Linked DNA regions of Mus musculus: region 1 is linked to region 2. A link is a contact called in public Hi-C data. All regions are on one chromosome and are shown on one strand. The core of a region is the stretch at or near the end of the contact, and the rest is flanking DNA. Distances in the headings are between cores, read along the strand shown. Region 1 has its middle 19 kb from the start of Strbp. Region 2 holds the start of Crb2 (crumbs family member 2).

The links. A called contact is a pair of places that touch in the nucleus more often than the background predicts.
Region 1: a contact with region 2 is called in a Hi-C map of rod photoreceptor, with 2.2 times the contacts expected there. The contact joins the enhancer-like site here to the promoter of Crb2 in region 2. A contact is called at or near these places in 3 of 39 promoter capture datasets (the HPC-7 cell line, embryonic stem cells and hippocampal neurons), 2 of 15 datasets of contacts at CTCF or cohesin (the NIH/3T3 cell line and pro-B cells), 24 of 484 Hi-C or Micro-C datasets (the AML12 cell line, CD4 T cells, the G1E-ER4 cell line and 19 more), 7 of 115 datasets of contacts at active chromatin or transcription factors (double positive thymocytes, embryonic stem cells, large pre-B cells and 3 more) and 2 of 9 other capture datasets (adipose tissue and liver).

The regions. Positions count from the first base shown.
Region 1 is chr2:37,720,232-37,724,466 of GRCm38.p6, reverse strand. No RefSeq gene overlaps it. Among named protein-coding and RNA genes, the nearest start is that of Strbp, 19 kb to the right of the region's middle. Within about 2 kb of position 1,271, at least 24 of the 459 cell types and tissues checked have an H3K27ac peak or open chromatin away from gene starts, as enhancers often do. A contact at or near this core is called in brain, cortical neurons, double positive thymocytes and 2 more, where this site is marked.
Region 2 is chr2:37,774,774-37,779,074 of GRCm38.p6, reverse strand. Crb2 (crumbs family member 2) reads right to left here and starts at 2,826. Exons shown (of 13, transcript NM_001163566.1): 1 at 2,629-2,826. The coding sequence starts at 2,734.

The sequences.
Region 1 (4,235 bases), core at 22-2,521, 53 kb after region 2:
GAGTATTTTCCCAAGGAGGCCGGTCTTGAACTTGACCTCTGCCCCTCTGTACCTCTCAGCCATTTTTTACTGTTCTCTAGCATAAAGCACGGGGTATGAGTCAACGTTTTACAAGTGAGTGAGTGAGGAATGAGTTAGTGAGTGAGTGAGGAGAGGGTGCCAGCCTGTGGATGAGGCTAAGAACCTCTAAGTCAGAGGCAGGCAAAGAGAGAATAGCAGAGTCTGTAAAGAGAAGAGAGACAGTCAGAAGGGAAACTGGTGGTAGCACCCGAATGGAGACAATCCCCACCCGGCATTGACTCAGGTGAAGGCCAAGCTGAATTCTGAGGGTCCCATCATCTGGGAGAGGGTAAGGACTCTGGGTTTAACCAGACTAAGTAGTAATAACAATAAAATAATATCTGCTGTATTGTTGAAAGTTAAACTAGGAGGTTAAGAACGAGGCCTGGCCTGTTAGAGGTGTTCACTTCTTAAACTGAAGCTTATTTGGTACTGACTAGCCATAGTGGAGAGGGGCAGGTATAAAGCTTGGGTGAGTGTGGATATGGGTGAGTGATTAGTGGGTCCAGGGTTGTCCTTCCTTCCTAAGAGACAGCATCTTATCTCCTGTAACCCGCCCCCTCCCCGAGGATGCCATCTATCCCTTAATCTTTCCTGCAGTGCTTAGAACCCCTGCCAATTTTGCTTTTCCTTTGCAAGGCTGTCTTTCTGAAACCTCCTGTCGCCTAACGACAGAGAGGCACATATGTTTCGGCTTATGCTTCTATTTAGAGCTAAGGATTAAAAGGGTGTGCCTGTACATGTGGGACAAGCATTTGTATGCACACTCGTGTGGGCTTGTGATTGTGCACACACACGTGCATGCGTCTCTGCTTGCCAAACCTGTACTGTTGTATGCTTGCATTCGTTCACGTGCATATGATCTTCTGCATGACTGCCTGTGCACAAAGATGAGTTTGTGTTTAAAGTGTACATGCACACATGTTAACAAGCCTATACACCCGTGTTGGTGTGTATGTTTGTGGTATAGCAAGGTATACTTGTGTATCTAGGGTGGCAGCCAAATGCATATGTATGTGTTTGTGCATTAGAGTGCTTATGGAGTGCGTTTGCTGCCCTCCTGCCCCAGGAGGCACCAAGGCAAGTGCAAACTACAAGGAACAAAGGAATAATCTACATAATTTAGCCTTTGATCTCTGTTTCCCCTGAGTCCTCTTCACTCTCACCCCAGCTGCCAAGCTGCTTCCCTGCCCACTAGACTCCACCTTTGAGCTTCCTCATGTAGGAGCTTTGGCCTCTTCTTGCCAGCTGACAAGGCTAACAGCATCAGGGAGATCCGAGCATTTACTATGAATGCTTGGTGTATGAGGCAGCCATAGCAGACATCTTACATGCGCTTGCAAGTCTTCATGAACCTTGCAAAGTATGGCAGGTTGAGGTTTAATTTGAAGAAATTAAAGATCGGGGGATAAAGCCATTTACCACAGCGATTCATTCGCTGAAGTGCGAGAATGTTGAACCTGTGCTCTTACATGCTATCACAAGGTACTCCTGGAGCATGCGCAGATACTACGCACTGAGACGTTAGCCAGAACTGCGACCAGCTGCAGTGAGGGAAGAGAGGTCGGTCATGGCAAATGCAGTTTGATGTGGGAGGAAAAGGGGTGAAGGTGGGAGTCAGTGGAAGTCTCCAGAAGAGCACACCCAGAGTTCAAAAGACTGAAAAGTTCCAGGTGTCTACGTAGTCCTCAGGTACACAGAGCAGAGAAGGAAAGTCTTATTTATGCTAACATTGTATGCAGAACCGAAGCTAGATCACATCAACAACACTAAGCCTAAATTTCCTAATCTGTAAGATGTGGCACAATGTTTTCTTTTTTGTTTGTTTGTTTGTTTTTGTTTTTTATTTCCTGGACAGTGTCTCTACATAGCTCTGGCTATCCTGGAACTCACTGTATAGACCAGGCTGGCCTCAAACTCACAGAGATCCACCTGCCTCTGCCTCTCAGTGCTTGGATTAAAGGCATGTACCACTACCACCTGGCTGCACAAGTTCATTGAAACTGATGTTTGTTGATCTCTTACACACCCAACTAATGCTGCCTTGTGATGATTCTGTAAGATGTTTCCCAATATCATCCCTATTTTACTGTGAGCTGAGGCTCAGAGATGGTCACACTGCATTGAATGACTTAGAAACTGAGCCAAAGCCTGGCAGTGTTGGTACATTCCTACAATCCTAGCACTCAGAGGCAGAGGCAGGTGGATCTCTGTGAGTTCAAAGCCAACTTGGTCTACATAGTGAGTTCCAGGACAGCCAGGAAAACCCAAACCAAAGGGCTGGAGAGGTGGCCCAACAAGTTAAGAGCACTAACTGCTCTTCCAGAGGGCCAGAGTTCAATTCCCAGCAACTACATGGTGGCTTACAACCATCTGTAATGGGATCCAATGCCCTCTTCCGGCGTGTTTAAACTTAAAACTCTGTTTAAGAGAGTAACAGTGTACTCATATACATAAAATAAATAAATAAATAAATAAATAAATAAATAAATAAATAAACAAACAAACCTTTAGAAAAATCGAACCAACCAGACAAAAAGACCAAAACAAACAAACAAACAAACAGAAATAGAGCCTACTACAAACCTAGGCACGAATGCTAAAAGCTTTCACAGGACCTTCTAGGGTGTGTTTTGCTTTCATTTTTAAAATTATTAATATTGTTTTTGTTGTTTTGAGACAGGGTTTCTCTGTGTAGCCTTAGCTTTCCTGGAACTCACTCTGTAGATCAGGCTGGCCTCGAATTCACAGAGGTCCTCCTGCCTCTGTCTCCCAATCTCAGTCCCCTCTGGGGATTAAATGCTTGCACCACAAACCTCATGGCCTACTTATTTACTTTTATGTATATGGGCATTTTAAATGTTTAAAGAATTTTAAATTATGTATATTGAGGGGTATGTGCAGGTGAGTGCAAGTGCCCTTAAGGCTGGAAGTATCAGATCCCCTGTAACTGGAGTTAGGTGTTTGTGAGCTGAGGATAGTACTAGGAATCAAACAAGTGGCTTCTGGAAGGTCTCTTAATTGCTGAATAATCTCTCCAGCTTAGCCTTCCAGCCTTAAAGCTCAGAGAATGGTAGTTACTAATAATAGGTTAATAAGGATGAACATATTGATTTATCAGATACCAAAATTGCTGATAAATCATATATTTTAGTAGTTATTTACTTATATGTTCATTTATTTGTTTTGTTTTGTTTTGTTTTTTGTTTTGGACAGGGTTTCATATAGCCCAGGCTGGCCTTTAACTCACTAAGTAGCTGAGGACAACCTTGAATGTCTGATCCTATTGCTACCTCAGATCAGGTTGCCAAGCTTGGTTGGTGTAATACTAGGGGTTGAACCCAGGGCTTTGTGCATGTTAGACAAGTCCCAGGCATAGTGATTGTTTTTAGAACAAGAAATGCTGTCTCCACGGAAGACAGTGATATATATTATTGGTTACTTAAGGCAGTCAGACCAGTCTCAAAACTTAGCCATGCATTTTAGTTGTGTGGCTTTAAGAGACCTAGTTCACAGGGTCTCATTTCCTTATCTATTATAGAGGGTAAGAATAGCCTTACTTAGTTCTTCAAAAGACAACCACGGAATTACTATATGACTGAGCAATTCCACTCACAGGTATACATCCAGGAGAACTGAAAGCGCACAAACACTGGCTGGCCACATGAGAACTTGAATTGAAATCTCTGCAGAATTGTTCACAACAGCCCCACAGCAGGAGCAATCTAAGCCTCTCCCATTGATGAATGAATGAACAAAATGTAGACTATTCATATTATAGGATATTATCTAGTCATAAAAGGAATCAAGTATTACAAAAAGCACTGGGAGACACTGCTGTACATATTCTGGGCTGTCAGTATGAAGACTGGGACTGGAGAGAGAGCTCAGGAGTTAAGGGCGTTTGTTGCACTTGCAGAGAACCCAGGTTTGGTTCCCAGACCCCATACAGTGGCTCACCACCCTCACGACTCCAGTTCTAGGCAATCCATTGTTTTCTTCTGGCCTCCATGGGCATCAGACATGCATGAGGTATATATATATATATATATGATACACACATATACATATACACATTATATATATATATATATATATATATATATATATATATACACACTTGCAGGCAAAACACTTAAACACACATAAAATGAAGTAAATATATTTTTAAAAAT
Region 2 (4,301 bases), core at 1,577-4,076:
GAGTTCCAGAACAGCCACGGCTATACAGAGAAACCCTGTCTCGAAAAAAAAAAACAAAACAAACAAAAAAAACAAAAAACAAAAAAAAAAAATAGTTCCCCTAATGCTTCCGTCTAAAATTATATTTTTTATTTATTTATTTATTTATTTATTTATTCATTTATTTATTTATTTTTGAGGACTAATAAGATGTCTCTGCAGCTCTTGGCACTTGCTGTGGAAGCTGATGACCTGAGTCTGACCCTCAGGACCCACGTAAAGGTGGAAGGGGGGAACTTGCTCCACAGTCCCTCTGGCCTCCACACTTGGGTTTGTGTGTGCGCAAATGCTCACACGCACTCACACTAATAATAATAATAATAATAATAATACACAACAATACAGTCTCCGTGAGGTTGAGGGGGTCCTGCCCATCCCCTACATTACGGATTCAGATCACTGGTGCATTTAGTCTGGAAACAATCCTTGGAACGAATGATGACTCATTTAACAGAGGTACAAGGAAGAGCTGTAACCAACCACCTAGAGTACCACTCCTGCTGTGGTCCAGGCCCTGCTGCAGCATGCTGCTCTTGTGACCTTAAACAAGTTGGGATCTTCTCTGGACTTTGCCTAACTGTTCTGTAAACAGAGAGGTAGAAAGCCAGCTTCCCTGGATGCCGGGAGGGTTAAAATCTCTCTACACAGTGGATCACGCATCAGCAAACCTTCCCTGGAGCCCAGTAGCCAGCAGACCCCACATTATTTAGAAGTATACAGAGTCCCTGTTGCTCTCCTACCGCCCCACCTCTTAAGTTGGAGGAGGGGCCAGGTTTGGGGAAGACTGGCTGCCCCTTTGTGCACTGCACTCCCTGGGTGTTCAGGGAAGGGGTGGGGGTGGGAACAACTCGACATGTTCCATTGTAGTCCAAGATGCCTTATCCTCTCCATAGCAACCAGCAATCCTCTGCTGTGGAGTGGCTGGGATGGAGGGGCCCAGCTCAGAGCCTGGCAGGGAGGGCATCGGGTCTGGTCCAGAACTTTCATCTCCTCTGGGATGGAAATTAGCTTTCAAGTCACAAAGTCCCTAGCACCGCCCTTTGCTCAGTCAGCTCTGGGTAATCGTGCTTGTAGAGCCCCCAACTCTAGCTTCAGGGATCCCCAGAGATGGACTCTGCACACAGAATTCCCGGGGCAATGGCCCCTGAGAGCCTGTTGGAGTTCTGGGGAAATATACACCACTGTTTGCCAATCTCACAGACCATATGTGTGTAAGTGCATATAAGTCAATGCAGGCCTGCTGGTGTGTACCTAGTGGGTGAATGCAGCCATGTGCTATGTATATGATGATACACAGTAGGTTCATTAGCAAGTTCACCAGTGAGCTCACAGGGGAGACCTGGCATGTGCCTGTGGACACCTGTCCTGTTGTAGTATGTACCCTAGTCCCTGCCACACATCTGTGCAGCTGCCATGGGCATCTGTGTACTGCATGTGGAACAGATCCAAAGTGCACAGCCCAGAACCTCACGCCCTAATGTACAGACAGCCTGGAGTTGCCTGGTTTCTCCACCCTCATTTGCCTCAGGTACCAGCTTCTTCTAGGTCCCTTCCCTCCTCAACCTTCATTTGGTTTCCTCCCTAAAACAGGTCCTCGCTGTACCCAGGGTCCTCATCCTCCCCCTTTCCACAGAGAAGAGGCAATAACGGCTTTGTAGGCAGGCAGGGGGAATGCCACTGGTGGGGTTCACCTATTGCAGGGGAAGCCGGGCCCTCCCTACTGCCCTCGTAACTATAGTGACCAAGCCAAAGCGTCCTCCAGACCCCCCAGTAGGAATTCCAGGCTCAGTGTTGAATGCACTTGGACAAAGCCAATGTACTGGCTGCCTGGGCTGGCTTCAGGGAGCCCTTCCAGCATAGTTGAGGAATGCCAGAAACCTGCTGCAGGGACACACACGTATGATCCCGAATCCCTAGCCATTCCAAAGACCCGGAACAGCTCTACCGGTTGCCCCTCAAGTGCTGGCAGAGGACCCATAGAAGGGAGCAATGAGGGCAAGCTCTCCCCTAACCCTGGTTCTCTTCCCCCTCCCCTATCTTAATCTAGCCCCACCCACACCCACACCTCCCGTTGCCAGGAAAGGCCAGTTGAACATGCCGGACAACTTACAGCTAGTTCAGCGAGGACACAACTCTCAACAATCAATCCCCTCAAACAGAACGTCCACCCACCGGGCAACTTTACATGTCACCTGCATCCCAGGTCAACACGTGACTCCGGCAGACTCTATGGAGATTGCCTGAGTTTGCTGAAACTTCTCCAATTCACGCATTTCCATCTATCCCGGCACGCTTTCCCTAAGTGGCTCCTCACACCAAGATTCCCAGCTTTTCCCTCAACACACTACGCCACACCACACCAGCTCTCCCAGACTGGCTTCTACAGACCACACCAGCCCTCATCCTCCTGGCCCCACCGCATAGACTCCTCAGTCTGAAGCCTCCAGAACACTCCGAGCTCTCCAAGTGAGTCCCAAGACACCCGCACTGTCCCCACACTGTCTAGGGCCCGGGACACTCTTGCCTCTAGCATCACCATTCTCTCAGGCCAGCCCAGCCACGCTCACCCCCAGGCCCAGCCACACTCACCAGCCGGGACCCAAGGCAGCAGCAGCAGCAGCAGCAGTAGCAGTAGCAGCAACAGGGGGTAAATATCTCGTCTAGGGCCCCAAATCCTAGGCCCCACCAGCGCCATGGCAGCCGGCTCTGCCTGCCTGCCTGCCTGCCTGCCTGCGGGAACCCTCTGCTCGGCGGGCTCCGCGCCCCTGCGTCCCTCCAACCAGCACTGACGAGGTGGACAGAGGCCCGGCCCCTCCTCCAGCCCTCCCCCTCCGCCCCGCCTCCCACTGCTCCTCCCCGGACAGGATCCTCCCGGAGGGTCTGACCCACCGCTCCTCACAAACACCAGCCCCTTCGGAGGCCTCAGCTCCATCCAGGCAAGGCCCTGGGCCTGACCCTGGGTCTCAGTGCACAAGCCCTCTTGCCAGGCGGTCCAGTCCATGGGGCCAGCCAAGATTCCTGGGGCTTGTCCGACTACCCCGCAGTTTCAGGCCTGCCTTGCTTGAGCTCAGAAGCGCTCCCATCCGTCCTCACTTAACCTGCCCCTTCCACACCTGAGATAACAAGGCTCCTCCCCTCCTATCACAGGGGCTCCTGTCCTCGCTGCCCACTAGGTCCTACCCAGCCACACAGATCCTGTTCTTGTGACTATCAGTAAGGTAGTAACTGGGCCCCAGAGCACGTGCCCCCTGACTCCCTTCTATCCTTCCCACCCCCTCACCAGCCAAACGGAGCCCTTTCGTCTCCCCATTTGCCCTTGATCTTTGTCTCTGGTGTTTGCAACTTTAGAAATGTCCCTGCTGTCCAAGGCGGACCTTTCCGCTGAGTGGCTGCTCTACCGAAAATAGTGCTCCGATGCTGTTCCCACCCTTCTTCCTGAAAAGTCCTTCTCTTTGTCTAACCTCACAGTCACATGTTGCACTGGGTGGAGCCAGGAGTTCTCATCATCTCAAAACACACTGGCACATAAAAAAGCATCTCTTCTTCCATGGCCTGCTGCCCCAAGTGGGGCAGCATCTTATTTTAAAGGGAACTACCTTCTTGAAATGAGCCCCTGGCAGATGACAATGTCTGGCCCAGGTCAGTGATGGTGGATTCTGTCCCTGAAGGCTCTGGACTCTGCTGTGTCTGGCAAAGTAGCAATTGGGGGCTATGGCATGTCCTTGGAGAAACATCAGGTGAGACAATGAGCATCACAGGGTATCGGTAGCCAGCCAGAGGGCTGCTGGTTCCCCTGGGTCCCCAGAGCTCAGGAAGAGACTGAAACCATAGGCCTGGCTAACCAGCCCTGTAGCCTCTCCAGAATTAGAGGCCTGCCCTGTTTTCTGGGACACCCACTCCAGTTGTCTCTTGACCTGGAACTCCCATCGCTAATCTTGAGGAAGTCATGCTCCACTCTTGGGGGAGCACAGCTAAACATATAGGCACCTAACATGCCTGAATGACACGGAGTTTACTCGCTCTCAGTCTATTGTGTCTGTCATCTGTAAAATAGGAGTAACAGCTCCAGCCTCGTGAGACTTTACAGGGCAGTTGTGCTTTGCTCCAGGAATATGAATGGCGCCAAGAATATTAAATAGCAGGACCCTGGGGGGTAGCTACAGGGATGGGAGACAGGGGAGTGGGCTGTGAAGAGGAGCCAGGCAACAGACAGGGACTGGTTCACCCAGGAGCCCACCCCCAAGCACTAATCCCGAAGCTGC